3 separate regions of the Mus musculus genome follow, and all the other regions are linked to region 2. The links are chromatin contacts, called in public HiChIP or PLAC-seq and promoter capture Hi-C maps. All regions are on one chromosome and are shown on one strand. The core of a region is the stretch at or near the end of the contact, and the rest is flanking DNA. Distances in the headings are between cores, read along the strand shown. Region 1 holds the start of Evpl (envoplakin). Region 2 holds the start of Rnf157 (ring finger protein 157). Region 3 overlaps Ten1 (TEN1 telomerase capping complex subunit).

The links. HiChIP or PLAC-seq counts read pairs in DNA pulled down with a chosen protein or histone mark. Capture Hi-C pulls out chosen DNA fragments and counts their contacts.
Region 1: a contact with region 2 is called in a promoter capture Hi-C map of adipose tissue. The contact joins the promoter of Evpl here to the promoter of Rnf157 in region 2. A contact is called at or near these places in 3 of 39 promoter capture datasets (the C10 cell line, cranial neural crest and fetal liver), 2 of 115 datasets of contacts at active chromatin or transcription factors (bone marrow-derived macrophages and pancreatic cancer cells) and 4 of 9 other capture datasets (adipose tissue, embryonic stem cells, liver and 1 more).
Region 3: an HNF4G HiChIP or PLAC-seq map of pancreatic cancer cells shows a contact between it and region 2. The contact joins the enhancer-like site here to the promoter of Rnf157 in region 2. A contact is called at or near these places in 1 of 39 promoter capture datasets (liver), 2 of 115 datasets of contacts at active chromatin or transcription factors (bone marrow-derived macrophages and pancreatic cancer cells) and 2 of 9 other capture datasets (adipose tissue and liver).

Annotation. Positions count from the first base shown.
Region 1 is chr11:116,236,185-116,239,628 of GRCm38.p6, forward strand. Evpl (envoplakin) reads right to left here and starts at 1,907. Exons shown (of 22, transcript NM_025276.3): 1 at 1,716-1,907. The coding sequence starts at 1,813. It overlaps Gm33250 (a long non-coding RNA gene), which reads left to right. Exons shown (of 8, transcript XR_389161.4): 8 at 1,963-2,042.
Region 2 is chr11:116,411,517-116,414,784 of GRCm38.p6, forward strand. It overlaps Rnf157 (ring finger protein 157), which reads right to left and starts at 1,516. Exons shown (of 19, transcript NM_027258.1): 1 at 1,181-1,516. The coding sequence starts at 1,268.
Region 3 is chr11:116,209,047-116,212,486 of GRCm38.p6, forward strand. The region is part of intron 3 of Ten1 (TEN1 telomerase capping complex subunit); the gene reads left to right. Among named protein-coding and RNA genes, the nearest start is that of Acox1, 12 kb to the left of the region's middle. Within about 2 kb of position 1,900, at least 26 of the 459 cell types and tissues checked have an H3K27ac peak or open chromatin away from gene starts, as enhancers often do. A contact at or near this core is called in liver and pancreatic cancer cells, where this site is marked.

The DNA.
Region 1 (3,444 bases), core at 657-3,156, 170 kb before region 2:
ACCCACAACAACTAAGTCTTATTCTATATCCCAGGCTGGCCTGGAACATACTGTGTTGTCCAGGCTGGACTACCAAGTTCTGGATTACTGGTGTGGGACATGGGTTCTTTAATATCTTCAGCACAGGTTTTGTTCTGCTTCTATGAGACAGGCTCTCACTATGTACCCTTGGCTAGCTCAGACTCACTATATAGCCCAGGCTAGCCTCAAATTCATAGAGATTGCCTGCCTGAGCCTTGAGTGCTAGGATTAAAGTTGGCCTGTGCCACCATGTCTGGCGCTGAGCACAAAGGTCTCCTAGGTACTTAAAGAATTAAGCCATGGGAAGCAGCCAGCTCAGTGCCTTGGAGTCAGCACCCAGTATGTATCATTTTATTTTTATGTGTACGGATGTTTTGCCTAAATGTATGTCTGTGTATCATGTGTGCGTCTGATGCCTGTGGAGACCAGAACAGGATTCCCTGGACCTGAAGATGAATGTAGAAGCTGGGAATTGATCAGAGGTCCTCTGGAATAGCCAGTGCTCTTAGCCATTAAGCCATCTCTCCAGGCCCCAATCTCACTGTGTGGCCCTAGCTGGCCTAGCCTCCAACACACAGATCCGCTAGTCTCTGCCTCTGTCTGGAGTGCTGAGATTAAAGGCAACGTGTTAATTTTTATTGTACGGAAGCGAGCACTTTCAAGGTAGGGATGCCAGTGTTTTGCTGGCTAGGGCATTCCCAGAGGCTAGGGCAGTCTGGGCATAAAGAAGAGCTCAAGGAGTTGACACCTCTGAGGGGAACAAGGAGCCCTCAGCAGGACGTGTGAATGAAGTTACAGGAGTCTGGGACTGGGACCAGGACGCTTCTGGGACTCCAGGGAGAGCCCAGCCTCAGGTTGGGCCTCCTGACAGAGATGCTTCTGCTGGGAGCTATGCACCCCACCCTGGGCTGGGCGCAGTGCCTCAGGGAGACAGGTCACTGCAGTGAGAGTCTTAAGCACTGTCTTTCCTGTTGGCCCAGATGCCCAGCCTCTGGGTTGGCACCCTGATCACTGTCGAGGTAATGGGTACCTGGATCTTTGCCTTTCATCTACACTCTTATCTTGACACCTCTGCACCCCGACCGACACCTGAATCCAGGCAGGCTGCCATCTCCTAGAGAGGGCTTGGGGCCAGTGAGTGGGATGAACGTGGTCAGTTCTCTCTGCAGAGAGCCACTGATCAGAGCATGGCACCACCACCTCCTGTCACCCCCATGAGAAAGGCCTCCTGACTCTTGAAGGAGACAGACAAGACCCAGGGTTGGGACCTGGGGGGAAAGTGGTTTAGGTGGGGTGTACTCCAGCTCAGAAAGCCCTCTCTCTCTTGAGCCTCTTACTCCTGCCCACCCTGAATCCACACTCACTCCAAGATTTAGCCAACCCAAGTGCACCATCAGGGTTGCGTGCCAAAACAGGGAGCCAGATTCTGCTGGTCCCAGCCATCCCGTCCCGCACCTCTGAAAGGGCACCCTTCCCCTGTGCCCCCCAACATCCCTCATCCGCAGGAGAATGTGGGTGGCAGCAGGCTATCCATCCCTTGCTCAACCTGGGCCACAGGCAGGAGAGAGGCCCTTGGGCCCTTAGCCTAAGGACACCAAATGCCAGAACTGAGCTCTGCCGCCAACAGGTAGTTGGAACATACCTGGGCCCTGCACCACCCTGATCCCAGCACCGCTACCCAGGGCCCCACTCACCGATTGTGCTTGTTGGGGGAGCCCTTAGGGGACCCCTTGGCTGGGGAGCCCTTGGGGGACCCCTTCCCCTGGGAGCCTTTGCTCAGCCCCTTGAACATGGTGGTGAAGCAGGTGCCGGCTCAGGCTGGGCTCTCCTGGGAGGAGGGCGGCGGGAAGGCGACGCGCGTCCTCGCTGGCTACTAGCCGGGCTCTGGGGAGGTGGGGCGGCGGTCGGGGAAGGCAGTTTCTGGGAGGCTCCTCCCTGCAGGTGCGGTGTCTCTGCCAGGCCCGGCCCGCGCATGCCCCAGCGCCCGCCCCGACGTGCGCAGCCAGCTCCTGCACAACCAGTCTGGGAGGAGAGGGCACAGCCCAGGGGCGGGGCGCCCGTACGACTCCCACGGAGGTTTGGACTTGTTACACCCACATGCCCAGCCAGAGAGCGGGGATCACACCCAGGTGGGGAAGTGGCCAGGCTGGAGCATAGCGAGACAGACTGACTCAAGCACTTGTTCAGGTCCTGGCTCAGCGGGTCCTAGAGCTGGGGTTAGCCAACCTCAAAGGCTCTTGCACAGAGGTCCACTATCAACCGGGCCCCCACCCATAGCTCGGCCTGCCAGGAGAGGTGGAGAAGTGGAGAGGTGGGGCCACCCGGGCCTTGCTCTGTCTCCCACGGAGTGCTAGTAGACATTCACATCAGACAGCTATCTTTTTTTTTTCTTTTAAGCTTGAGAGAGGCTTTTGCTCTGTAACCCAAGCTGGCAACCAACCTCCCCGCCTCAGCCTCCCAAGTGCTGTCATTACAGGTGGGAACCACCATAACTGCTCTCAAATCTATTTTTAAAATGCGGGTGCCACCCAGCTGGTTCTCCATGTTCAGATAGGAACTCAGACTAGCTTCTGAGAGGCCAGGCTACCCAATGCATACCTTCTCAAGTCACGACCAGAATTGATCAGCCCTGTAGAGGAGCCGCAGGTCTCTGAAGTCCACAAGTACCCTGCTTGTTACTTTGTCTGGTTTCCAGGTAGAAAAGCCACTGACTAGTCCTTGTGGTTTCTACCAAGTCAGACAGACTGTCTGATGATCACATTGTCTTAAGATTTAGTGGCATGGGGCTGGAGAGATGGCTCAGTGGTTAAGAGCACTGACTGCTCTTCCAAAGGTCTTAAGTTCAATTCCCAGCAACCACATGGTGGCTCACAACCATCTGTAAAGGGATCTGATGCTCTCTTCGGGTGTGTCTGGAAACAACTATAGTGTACTCATATAAATAAATCTTAAAAAAAAAGGGGGGGGGCTGGTGAGATGGCTCAGTGGGTAAGAGCACCCGACTGCTCTTCCGAAGGTCCAGAGTTCAAATCCCAGCAACCACATGGTAGCTCACAACCATCCGCAACAAGATCTGACTCCCTCTTCTGGAGTGTCTGAAGACAGCTACAGTGTACTGTATATATTAGTAAAATAAATCTTTAAAAAAAAAAAAGATTTAGTGGCTTGTCTCTCACATCTGACGCCAAGTCAACTCCTATTTCTAGCAGGGCCTCGGTGCAACAGAAGAGGCCCAGCCGTCTTTTGGCTGCATCTCACCAAGAAGCTACTGATCATGGCCACTGAAGTAGAGAGAAGATTCCATTTTCAGCTCCTGAAAGAGGTTGCTAGTAGCAAAGGGAGCCGAAGAAGGCGGAGGGAGGACCTGGCAGAGCCAACAGCCACAGGAAACACAGTGGCCTACGATGCCCACTGCTCCAGGCA
Region 2 (3,268 bases), core at 266-2,765:
ATCCTGCCTCAGCCTTCAGGGCACCAAGATGCAATTTTAATAGATAAAAGTAACCATGCGGTCATTATTAGCAAGAGGTTTATTAAAAACACTAACAATCGCTGCTTAATGTCAGACCTCTCTAAAGTGGTTCTCACTCATTTCTGCTAGGACTCATTCTCTGGCACAAAAGCAGCAAGACAGGGAGCTACTGGCACTCACTCCGCAGGGAGGCAGGTTCATTGTCTGGTCCCAGCTTCCACCTGGCAGAAACTGGATGTACTGCTGAGAAATCAGCTCGACTCATTAGCATGTCTTTATTCTACCAAGAGAGAATGGGACCCTGTCCAATTCTGACACCTCACTCACTACTCCCGCATCAAAATCCACACCAGGTCCTCAAGCCAGAGGGAAGGTGGTAGACACGAGTCCCGGGGGTCTTGAGATCAGCAAGCAAAAAAAAATTTTTTTTAGATAAAGGTGATGATAAAGGACATGTAGCTGGGTCACTCGCCAGCAGCTTGAACAGCAGTCCTCACTCAAGTGGACTACTTTCTCATCTGCTGTCAAAACTCTCCTGCAATGCTGATGCTGATGGAGGCATTGACTGTTTCAAGTGACAGTGTACGACAGAAAACACTTTTGCTCTGTCTCCAGCCATCTCCTTGACAGAAACTAGGAAAGGGGCAATCCAAGTGACTCTTGTCAGATTCCTACACATCTCTGTTAACTTAGTTTCTCCCCCAATCCCCGCCCTGATAGTCTCCAGAAAAGCGAAGAACTGCTTAAGCAAGTTCGTCCTCCCGCACTACTCCTCACGCTCGCAGAAACGCACTTCTAGCTGTCCCAAGGGACATGGATGCGACAGCCCGGGGACAACACCTGGCACAGGTGCCTGTCAGGGATGCCTCTCCAACCCGCAGCCGCTGCAACGCCGCATCCCCGGCGGCGCGCGTCCCTGTCGCAGAGCAGATTACCACGGAGGACGCGAGCGGTGACCTCGGTGACCCTGCAGGCACCTGCAGTCCTCCGCGTGGCGTCGCCGAGGCCCGGGATGGGGAGCGCCCCCCGCCCTGCATCCCGAAGACCTCCCCCGCTCCGCGGCCGACTCGGGGCCGCCCGGGCCACCGCGTTGCCCGCCCGCAGCATCCGACGCGCGGCCTCCCCTCCGCCCGGCCCGTGGCGCGCGCCCGGCCCTCACCGGACTTGGGCGGGTAGCGGTACACGGAATTGGACGGGATGTCCACCTCCTCCACGCCCGCGTGCTGCCGGCTCGTCAGGGCCCCCATGGCCGCTGCGATCGCGGCGTCGCCCGGGCTCCGGCGTCCGAGCCTCAGCGCGCCGGCCGGCCGCACGCCCGGTGCGGGGGTCGGCTGCCCGCCGCGGCCCGCTCGGCTGAGGCGCTGCTGCGGCTGAGGCTGCGGGGAGCGGCCCGCACGGCGCGCACCATCCTCCGCCGGGCACCGCGGCGGCGCCTCTGCCTGAGGGGGCTGCGGGGCTGAGCCCGGGGGCGCCGCCGCCGCCTCAGACCGCGTGATGTCAGCGGCGGCTAGCGCGCGGGGGGACCGCGGCGGCCTCAGCCAATGGGACGGCGGGGCGGGAGCGCCCGCGGGCCGGCCAGCCAATAGGAAACGAGCTGCGGTGGGCGCCCGCGGCGCGTGCTTCGCGCGGAGGTTGCGGCGCGGATGCGGCCTGGGGCTCGGCGGCAGCGACGGGCAAGGGTCTGAGTCTCCCGGAGCTGCTCGGCCACGGCGGGTGGAAGAAGCATGGTCCCCGCCGCACCCGAGCGGTGTCCCGGTGGGATTATTGCTCCGGGTGCGCCTCCCCCGTGGCACCGGGGAGGCCTGCCTCGAGCTCGCGCGTCTTTGTCCCTGAATCCCACAGCGAGCCGCCCCGCCCTGGCAGCCAGAGCCCCGCCTCCTCCGCGTCTGTCGAGGTCATAGCCCAGGGGCGAGCATCCACATCCCTCATGCCCCTACCGCCTGAACCCCAAGTGCTCTGCCAACCTCACATCCCAAATGTCACCAAGACTGCATAGGGGATGTTGGGATGGTCAGCTAAGATGTGGCCATCCCTCCGTAAATGCTGTTTGTAACCTCCTTCCTGGGACAGCTCGGGTAGCCTTTAGGGTTTGGATTGGTAGGCATTAACTCAAGATAGTCACTCTGAGCCTGTCCCTTGTGAACTGTTCTCTGGAGACACTGGAAAGAGCCTTGTGTGGCCTATCAGTGAACAGTCCTCGAATCAAAAAGGGAATTTGATAGGGCAGATCTAGGACTTCCCTACACACACACACACACACACACACACACACACACACACACACAGTGGGCAGGCAGAAGACGTCATTGCTCAGTTAATTACAGACATTTATGTATTTGTGGGTATGATGAGGTTTTGGGGATTTTTTTGTTTTGTTTTTGTTTCTCTGGGGGGAGACTGATCAAGGTTCCGAACTGTTTCAGCATGACGTCAACTTTCAACAACATACACAGTAGTTTGGGGTGACTGATTCCCTTCTTTAGGTTTGTAAAACTGTTTTGTAGATCTGTCTGTCTCCTGATCTCTTCTCTTCTCTTCTCTTCTCTTCTCTTCTCTTCTCTTCTCTTCTCTCACCCCCCCGCCCCCCCCCGTGTGTGTGTGTGTGTGTGTGTGTGTGTGTGTGTGTGTGGTTTGCAGGGGTTGGTGTGGTTTAAGTTTTGTTGTTGATGTTAACATTTTATTTGTGTGTTGGCAGGGGGGGGTTCCTCTCCTGTATCGCCAGGTGATTTTAGAGGTCAAAGGACAACTTGCAGAAGTGTTTTCTCTTCAACTGTGTGGATTCTAGGGATATATCTCAGTTCCTCGGCTCCCCCTCCACCTTGAGACCAGATCTCATGTAGCTCTCGTTGACCCAGAACTTCTTGTAACCAATGTGGCCTTGAATTTCTGAGTCTCCTGCCTCTGCCTCCCAAGAGTATTTTGCATTTTCATTCACCTGAATTTAACTGACTCTGTGTTAAAGTTACTTATGAAAAATTGCCTTGGTTTTCCCCCAAGGTCCCCTGGAAGCCAGGCACCCACTCCTATCATGCACATCGGGTGATAATGAGGGAGGCCAAGTCCCTGCTCCAGACACCCTCATCCAGGTCACAGGGCTCACCTGAATTTGGAGCTCTCCCTGCAGCCCCCCAGCCCTAACCATTAGGCTTCCAGAGGTATCTTAGGGGAGAGCTGTAGCCTCCCTCTATTTTCCTTTCTCTACACACAGATCCTTCCTCACAGGTGCCAGGTGACTGCGTGTGGCTCC
Region 3 (3,440 bases), core at 650-3,149, 200 kb before region 2:
ACAGTGTAGTCATATGCATAAAATAAATAAATAAATCTTAAAAAACACAAACACCCTCCTCATTCACTGTGTGGGCGCGCACGCTCACGTCGGCCTCGTTGAGCATCGTGTGCTGGCCTGGTGCTCTCTAAGGCCGTGCTCCACCTTCTGCTTGCTGTGCTCCACCTTCTGCTTGCCGTGCTCCATCTTGTGCTTGCCTTCTTTTCTCATAACGTTTTTATGCATTTCCTGAGGATTTTAATGTGCCACTGTGATGTGGAGTAAGGAATTGATGAGCGAGCCGTGGGTGGAACCCTGAGCTGGCTGAGTGTGGCCATGCCTGTCCTGACCTTTCCCCTGAGCAGGAGGTACACAGCTTTCATCCTTCCTGGGCCAGGCCTTAAGTCCTGGCGGATACAAAGGTCCATCAAACATGTGCAGTGCACTGTGTCCAGGTGGAAAGTTCTGAGGACAAAGGAGAGGTCGGGCAGAGGAACCTTTCTCCCATGTTTTACATCTAGAGCCAGCCAGGAGACTGGTGTGGAACAGCACCAGCTCTGTGATCATCTCCCGGAATCTGACACCGCTTGGTACCGTCCAAGGCCCTGATGGGTCCCTGTCTGAGGTGTTTCTAAACATCTTCCCCTGTGTGTAATTAGTAATAATCACACCTTGTATAAGCATACTGGCTGTAACAACTGCCACCTCACAAACCTCTTTTCTCACCTTTTAAAAACTATTGTAAAAACTTTTTTTTTTTTTGTTTTTTTAAGACAGGGTTTCTCTGTGTAGCCCTGGCTGTCCTGGAACTCACTTTGTAGACCAGGCTGGCCTCAAACTCAGAAATCCACCTGCCTCTGCCTCCCGAGTGCTGGGACTAAAGGTGTGCGCTACCATGCCTGGCTTGTAAAAACTTTTAATTGTCACATGGTGATTGTATAGCCATACTATGGACACAGGGTGACATTTCAATACATGTCCATGGTAGGTAATGAATGATTACATCAGAACAATTGGTATATCAATCTCTGTAGACATTTATCTTCTGCGCGCGCGCATGTCTGTGTGTGTGTGTGTGTGTGTGTGTGTGTGTGAGAGAGAGAGAGAGAGAGAGAGAGAGAGAGAGAGATAGAGAGAGCTCAGAATAATCAAAATATCCTCTCTGCTAGATGCTTTGAAATAATTCAAGTGGTTGGCAACAAGTAGGCCTGGGGTTACACAGTGACTGTAATCTTAGCTGCCCAGGAAGTTCCAGGCCTACCAGGGATACAGAGTGAGTTCAAGGGCAGCTTGGGTATCTTGGCAAGGCCATACCTCAGAAAGTGAAAAGAAGAAGGGAGCTGGGGGAAGGAAGCCAAGCTCAGTGGTGGCAACACAAAGGTAAAGGAATTTTTCTAGGAGAGATAGGTATGAGGCAGGAGAGTTACATGTTTGGTAATGCCTGCATAACTGTCACTGAGCGTGAGGCCAGGCTAGCCAGGACACAGAAGAGTTTCTAGACAGACAAGGAAAGCTGTTCAGTGAGAGGAGACTCTGAAGTCCCTGTGTTACAGTGAGAATATGTTTTGTGGTCTGAGGCTTCTCTGTACTCATCAGAGATGCGACCGGGGAGGGCAGAGGCTGGAGATGCATCAGGCAGGCAGGTTGGAAGGCAAAGGCTGAGTCCTGCAATACCAGGAAAATGGCTGGGAGGTACTTAGGGCCGGCTGAAGAGACAGAGAAGGTGAGAGAGTCCAGGAGACCCAAGGGGTGAAGAAGGCTGCAGTAGTAGGAGTGAAAGGTCAGGAAGATACTGAGAACAAACAGGGTGTAAGATTCTAGAACAAACCAGTCCAAGGTGCGAGGTGGGTGTGGGAGGGAGAACTGGAGCAGAGGTAAACTGCTGTAAACAGTTATCAGTGGGAAGGAGCCGGGCGTGTAACAGGAAACCCGAGCAGCAGGTGAACTCTGGACTCACCTCCTGCACAGTAGGACCTGTTGATATGGATAAAGCCAGGTTTCAGCCAAGTCCCAGAGAAAAGGTGAGACTCTTATAAGGACACTGGAAGAGGGAAACACAGTACAACAGAGGAAGGACACAGGACCCAGGAGTGTGGGCAGGGATGAGGACTTGGTGGGTTTGGGGTGACCATACAAGGACTACCTTTGATGTTGTCGAGTGACTGCCATTAAGGCGTGCAGGCCAGCACTAGTGGTCTCCACACGGCAGGGCAGTGGTACCTGACAGTTGCATGTGTGCTTAGGCTTGAACCTGGACCTCCTGCATGCTAGGCACGTGGTTGTGTGTGACTGTTCTTAGATGGTCTCTCATGTACAGCAGACTCCCCGCAAACCGGCTATGCATTGGAGGAGAACCTTGACCTCCTGATCTCCCGAGTGCTGGGGTTACAGGCATGTGCTAGCGTGTCCGATTCATGTGGTGCTCGTGGGAGCTCGGATGCTAAGCGGCTGAGGGGGTGCTAGCCAAGTGCTCTGCCGGCTGAGCTGCATACCCGGCCTTTTCCCTTCTCTTGAAGATTTATTTTACTTTTAAATGTGTGTGTATGTGTGTGTTCCCGTCTGTCTGTGTGTAGGTATGTACACATATATGCAGGTACCCATAGAAACCTGTGGCTTTGGATCCCCCCAGAACTGGATCAAAGAGTTGTAAGCAATTGGACTCAGTTGGGAACTGAGCTCAGGTCCTCTGCATGCTCTTAACCACCAACCCATCTCCCAGACCCTGTGTGTATGTGCATATGTATGTGTATGTGCATATGTATATGCATGTTTTTGGTTTGTGCTGAAGGTCAAACCCAGGTCCTTGCACACGCTAGCAGTGCTCTGTTTTTTGAAATGGGATTTTTGTTCAGCCACACCCTGCCAAGGGCTAGGACTCTAGGCAAGCCCTTTCCTGCCTGCTTTACCTCACACCTTCTACCCACAGGCTGCCATCCTCAGATGCCACACATGCACTCCCATCTCTCCTCCTTCCATCCAGAATGGGCTGAAGCACCTGGACTGCAGCCATGGCCTGACCGAGCCACTGAGAAGCCGTCCATTCTGGGGACCGCTTACTCTGTAGACAATAAACGATAAAGCCAACTGAGACTGATGAACGTAATGAACAGGAGCAAAGGCTCAACAGCTGCAACCACTCGCTGCTCTTCCACAGGATCCAAGCCTGCTTCCCAGCACCCACACAGGCAGTCACAGCCACCTGTAACTCCAGCTCCAGGGGAGCCAGTATTCTCTTCAGGCCTTCATAGGCACCTGCACTCATATGCGCACATTCATAGATACACACGTATATATCTAATTTACAAATTTAAATCTTCTAAAGTATAAGCAAACACCTTTTAAGAGTCTGTGAAATTTAAGCAGATTTCTTTTTTTTTTTTCTTTTTCTTTAATTTTCTTACTTTTTTTTGTTTGTTTGGTTTGGTTTTTCGAGACAGAGTTCCTCTGTGTAGCCCTGGCTG